2 separate regions of the Sus scrofa genome follow, and region 2 is linked to region 1. Evidence: chromatin contacts called from public HiChIP or PLAC-seq data. All regions are on one chromosome and are shown on one strand. The core of a region is the stretch at or near the end of the contact, and the rest is flanking DNA. Distances in the headings are between cores, read along the strand shown.

Region 1 (2,898 bases), core at 272-2,771:
TGAGGGGCCTAAGATCACCTGCCTAAAAATATCTCCCTTGACCACCAATACCTCCTCCAGCCACTGACTCGGAAATTCCCACACCGCCAGGGTCGTCTGTCCCATCAACCCACCTTGTGTACTGTGTACAGGAGCTTTCCCTAAAGGGTATGAAATGGCGTCAGATTACTTTCTAAGATGACAGCTATTTAGACTGGGGACAGGGAGGATGGGAGGAGAGGTCATTTGGGAACTGCCTCCTGAGGCAGGCTGGCCTGAGGCCCCTGGACATTAATTAGTAAGGGCAGGGCTGGGGCAGGTGGGAGCATAGAAAGAGCAGAAGCTTTTCACTTTCTTCACAGGTTTCCTTAAGGCTGAGACGGTTCTCCTTCATAACAAGCTCTGATTTGGGGTGTGCGTTGGGGAGGAAGAGGATGGAACCCAAGGTTGTTTCTCCTGAGAACATCTGATACACTAAACTGATCAATGAAGGGAGGATTTATACTATGGGCCAAAAGAATCATTAACTTTTAAGGCAGATTCCTGGCAGGGTTACTTTAACTGGAGGGCAACCTGGCTTGCCTATCAAAACCACCGCACTTTTATCTTGCTGAAGGCAGGGAACAGCCGTGGGCGCCTCTGACCTGCCTTCAACCCCTACAGAAAATGGCAGAAACACAGACTCCTCTTCCTCGGTGGCCGCCCCAGGCCCCACCACCGCTGGCCCCTCCTGACTCAAGGTCAGTCCCACTCCTGCTGTTGAGAAAACTGCGCAAATACCCTGCAGAAGGCTTTGCCTGGGTATGGGCGCCCCCCACCCCAGAACTGTCATCTGTACTCTCCCAGGGGACACGGCCAGCCGGGGCCCTGCACTACCCAGGTGCTGGGTGAGAGGGTAGACTGCGGCCGAACAAAATCATGAAGTCGTGGGGGGCTCAGAACCATGGGAAGGGGCTGCAATTTTTAAGGCCTGCTGACCAGGAAGGGAGGGGCGTAGGGGAGGAGGAAGGCATACCAGCTGGGGGAGGGGACTTTGGGGGAATTTTGGGAAGAAACTATTGGGTGCCAAGGGAGCACTCGGCCCAGAGGAGTTTGGGAATAGGGAGAGACTCGCGGAAAATAAACAGGAAGCAATCAGGGAGAGCGGTTCGGGGCTGGGGCGACCTGGAGGGGAGCTGGGAACTGGCGCGATCGGGAAAGAAGCCACTGGAAGCAGGGAGTGCTGCGCGGCTCGGGAGCAAGGAGGCCCCGGAAGGGACGCCACGGCCCGGGGTGCGGGTCCCTTCCCTGAGGCGGGAACGCGCCCTCCGCCCGCCAGGCCGCCAGCTCCTCCCCCGGCCCCGCGCCCGCTCTTCCGGCCCCGGCCCGGCGCGCCCCGGCCTCACCGCCCCCACGGCCTCCTGTAGCAGCGCCCCGAGCCGGCTCAGCATGACTGCGGCCCGACTCCCGGCTCCCTGTCCCCTGGCGGCAGCGGCGGCGGCGGCGGCGGCGGCGGCGGAGCTCCCGGGCTCAGGCTGCGACCAGGAGGCGCGGCGAGGGGGCGGGGCCCAGGCCGCCCCGCCCCGCAGCCCCCGCCAGGCCCAGCCCCGGGTCGGGCTAGAGGGCCGGCGCCGACGTGGCCGGGCGGAGCAGCGAGCGGGGGCTCCGGGGCAGGAGTCGCGGGCCACGGAGGGGCACGGTCAAATTCACAGGGAACCCTTTGGGGAGCCGGGAGTCCGCGAACGAACGACCCTTAGAGAAGAGCGAATGGAGACAGGCAGGTTTTTCCCATGAGGGATGAGAAGATTTACGGATTCTGGAAGTCTCTAGACTTCCTTCGCGGGACCCCTAAGGCCTTACCCTCCCATCATATGATGTTAGGGGTGAGCAGGAGTACATTCTGACAGCCCTGTGATCCGGGAAATGTCTTTCCATTCCTGAGGGGGGAGTGGAGAGAGATGGGGGGCGGGCTTTGAACTGCAGAGCTGGCTGCCCCAAGGCCCAAGCTTTGAACATTGTAGGAAACTCAACTCTGGTTGAGGATTCTGCCTGTGTGATTGGACACAATTTTCCCAGGTGTACCCCCCATGCCGGCCTTGGGACACCCACCTTCTGTGTCTTTCCTTGGTGCACCTTGGCCAGTTGTGACTTCCTCATCCCAGCACAGGAGGTCCTGGCCACTTGTGCTGATACCTGCTACTCTTAATTGAGATGTGCTGAAGACATTATGAAGGAAACAGTGTAAAATAGTCACTGATGATGTTTTATGTTGACTATGTGTTGAAATGTAATCTATTAGATAAATTGGGTTAACCAAAGTATATTATAAAAATTAAGTTCAGGAGTTCCTGTCGTGGCGCAGTGGTTAACAAATCCGACTAGGAACCATGAGGTTGCGGGTTCGGTCCCTGCCCTTGCTCAGCGGGTTAATGATCTGGTGTTGCCGTGAGCTGTAGTGTAGGTCGAAGATGCGGCTCGGATCCCGCGTTGCTGTGGTTCTAGCGTAGGCCAGCGGCTACAGCTCCGATTAGACCCCTAGCCTGGAAACCTCCATATGCCGCAGAAGCGGCCCAAAGAAATAACAAAAAGACAAAAAAAAAAAAAAATTAATTTCACTTGTTGCTTATTACTTTAAGTGGATACAGTGCTGGTCCAGAGATCCTGCACAGGAAGTCACACTGGCCCTTTTGTGCCCTTCTAGCCACACCAAGGAAAGAAATGGGTGACCTGTGCTGGGGGGAGCCCATGGGAAAATTACACCCAAGAATTACACAGGCAGAACCCTCAACTGGAGCAAGGTTCCCTGGAGTGTCCAAAACTGGGGCCTGAGGGAGGGCGCCTAAGAAGGCAACTGGCTCTGCCGGTTCAAAGCCCATTCCCCATCTCCCACCTCCACACCCCGCCCCCCGCCCACCCCAGGAGTGGAAAGATATTCTTCCT
Region 2 (2,860 bases), core at 112-2,611, 45 kb before region 1:
CACAGTAGTCTTCCCTGGACTCTCCCGCAAGCTTCGGCTGCCAGTGGACACCGAGCGGGGACCACAGGCATACCCCAGCCCCCCAGCCACATCCTTGAGCCGGCCTGGGGGCAGGAGGCTGGGGCTTGGGGCCTAGGCACTGGGGTCGGGGTTAGACCCTCCAGGAGAACTTCCCCTGGCCACCCCCCAGGGGAGCTGGGGGAGGAAGGCAGTGTTAACAACTCAGTCATGTAAACAACCCCACCAGCCTGTCCTGCCACAGACCGGCCTCCCTGGGGGGAGGCAAAGGGTCTGAGTGGGTCTATGTCAACGTGACCCAATCCGGCTGGTGCCTGCCCCTGCAGGCCTCCTCTCCCAGGACCCTGCCTCTTCTCACTGGTGCGGGGATCCCTGCCTTCCCTCCAGTCTCTTGGGAGGAAGGCTCCCTCCTGGCTCTTCATGGCTCCCCTCTCCAGGGATGGTGGTGTGACCTGGGATGAGGCCGGAGGCACCTGGGAAGTCAACTGGGAAGTCACCCCTTCAATGGAACAGGGGGGTGGATGGGGTGGTGCTGCCTCTGTCCCAGGCTGGGTGAAGGCAGTCCGAGGAAGGCTTCCTCTGGGAGGCAGGGGAGTCGTGGGTTGGGAGGTGGGTGCCTGAGGGGAAGGGAAGCGCCTGTTGGGCGTGTGGGTTTCTGTGTGTGTCTGAATCTGTCTGTGTGTGTTTGAATCTGTCTGTTTGTGTCTGTGCTCTGGAACCACCCCCGCAGAGGAGCCAGGATGCTTCCTCGGGTGGAGGGTGCCCTGCTTTCCCATTTCCTCTCCTCCTCTCTGCTCCCTCCCAGGGGCCACTCCCATGGGCTCCTCTCCAGTCCTGGGCCTGGAAACAGGAGGAGCATGGCTTGGGGGAGACCCCAGAACACCGGGCGGGAGCAGGTGATGGAGCACATCTGGTCCCACCTCCTCTCTGGACACTTGGTGAAACCGAGGCCCTTAGAGCAGGGACAGACTGAACCTAGACCCTTCTAGACCTGCTAAGGACACTGCCCTGGGAGGGGGCTTTGGACTGGAATGGTGAAGAGCAGCTTGGCCAGAGGAGGACCAGGCAGGGCAGACCTGGGCCAGTGGGTGTGCCCATGTTCCAGAGCTGGAGGAGCCAGTGGTCCAGCAGGCACAGGGTGGCTGGCGTGGGTCAGAGCGCCCATCACTGACCCGTGAGAACGCGACTGCCCCTGCCAGCTCTGGCACTGCCCCCTCCCACCCGCCCTGTCCTGGCACCCTAGGGGGCACCCCACCCCATCATGGCCTGGTCCGGCCCCTCCCGCCCTTTGCTCCAGTTCCCGGGCTTGGCACCTATAGTGGGGGTGCTGCCCGCCTGCCAGGCTCCGGGGCCGGGCCCACGGGAGGGTGGGGCGGCTGGGAAGCTGGCACGCTGCCCCGGGGGAGCCTCTCTCGGCAGGCGCCCGGGTGCCGCGGGGGGGAGGGGGGAACAAAGGGCTCATTCTCCCCGTGCGCAGCCGGTGGCATCGCCGGGGCGTTGGCGGAAGCCCCCGGGGCCCGGGAGGGGGCAGGCCCAGGCGGGGCCGCCGAGTCACGGGCTCCTGTTTCCCGCAGGGTGCTGGAGGAGGAAACCGGCGGAGCAGCTTCCCCACTCTCAGTTGCGCGTCTGGCGATGGCGATCAGAGGTCCTGCTGCGCTCTCCGCCGGGCTCTCCCTCCATTAGCCGCGCTGCGCCGTGTTGCGCCCCCGCTGGTGCCTCTCTCCCGGGTCGCGGGATCGGCCCCTCTTCCAGGCACGACCCCTTCCCCCCGGCCCCTCGGCCTTTCCCCCATCTCGGTCATCTCCGACCCGGGGCGCGAGTTCCCCCCGGCCCGGCTCCCTCTCTCCCTCCGGGGGCACCCGCTCCCTAGCCCCGGCCCGGTCCTCCCCGCGGCGCAGCACGGAGTCTCGGCGTCCCATGGCGCAACCCACGGCCTCGGCCCAGAAGCTGGTGCGGCCGATCCGCGCCGTGTGCCGCATCCTGCAGATCCCGGAGTCCGACCCCTCCAACCTGCGGCCCTAGAGCGCCCCCGCCACCCCGGGGGAAAGAGAGCGCGAGCGCGCTGAGCCGACGGCGGAGAACGAGTTCTTGCCAGCCAGCCGGGAGGCCCCGGAGTCAGCCCATGGGGAGAGGGCGCCCGGCGTCGGCCACCACGACCGTCGCCGCCCGCGCCACGCCCGGCCAGTGAAGCCCAGGTAAGCGCTGAGACCGGAGCCAGGAGCGCACCTTCTGGGGACGCCCGCAATAGCGCGTTTCTGAGCCGAGCCCGCGCCGCACGCAGGGAATGAGCCCCCTCTTGCTCCTGAGCTGGGCCACACCTCTGAAAGTTAGGATGCCCGTCGGGGCTGGACCGCGTCGGAGCAGTGGCCCCAGAAAACCTGAGCGCCCTCTGCCACTGGCTCCCTGAGTTCCCCCACCTCCTTCCTGGGGCTTGCCCAGTGTGCCGCCGCCGCCGCCCAGGGAGAGCGCCATGGCTCTGATGCCACCTGTCACCCTGGTCCTTTGCACGCACAGGTTCAATTTTCCCTCCTTTGCCTCTCTCTGGGGCCCAGCCCGCTTTCCCCGCCTCCTCCCCTCGCCCCCCCTTCCCGCGCTCCCGGCTGCAGTTACCAGCGTCCACCAGCGGCCCTGGCACTGCTGGCTGGACTGGGGCATCTTGACCTATCCCAGAGGAGGCCTCTTCACAGCCCTCTCCTGTGCTGGCTCACTCCTTCCTTAGGCGGCAGAGTTGGAGATCCCAGCCCCCAGCAGTTATCCTGGGCTCTGCCTCAGAAGCCAAGAAACTGTTATAGCGCTGAGAAGAGGCAGACTCGGTGCCGCCCAGGTGTAGGGAGCAATTCCA

The links. HiChIP or PLAC-seq counts read pairs in DNA pulled down with a chosen protein or histone mark.
Region 2: an H3K27ac HiChIP or PLAC-seq map of skeletal muscle shows a contact between it and region 1. The contact joins the promoter of HR here to the promoter of FAM160B2 in region 1. A contact is called at or near these places in 4 of 47 Hi-C or Micro-C datasets (embryonic fibroblasts, epiblast stem cells, heart right ventricle and 1 more) and 2 of 2 datasets of contacts at active chromatin or transcription factors (alveolar macrophages and skeletal muscle).

Annotation. Positions count from the first base shown.
Region 1 is chr14:6,358,956-6,361,853 of Sscrofa11.1, reverse strand. It overlaps FAM160B2 (protein FAM160B2), which reads right to left and starts at 1,521. Exons shown (of 17, transcript XM_003359029.5): 1 at 1,365-1,521. The coding sequence starts at 1,409.
Region 2 is chr14:6,403,469-6,406,328 of Sscrofa11.1, reverse strand. HR (HR, lysine demethylase and nuclear receptor corepressor) reads left to right here and starts at 1,361. Exons shown (of 21, transcript NM_001083930.1): 1 at 1,361-2,213.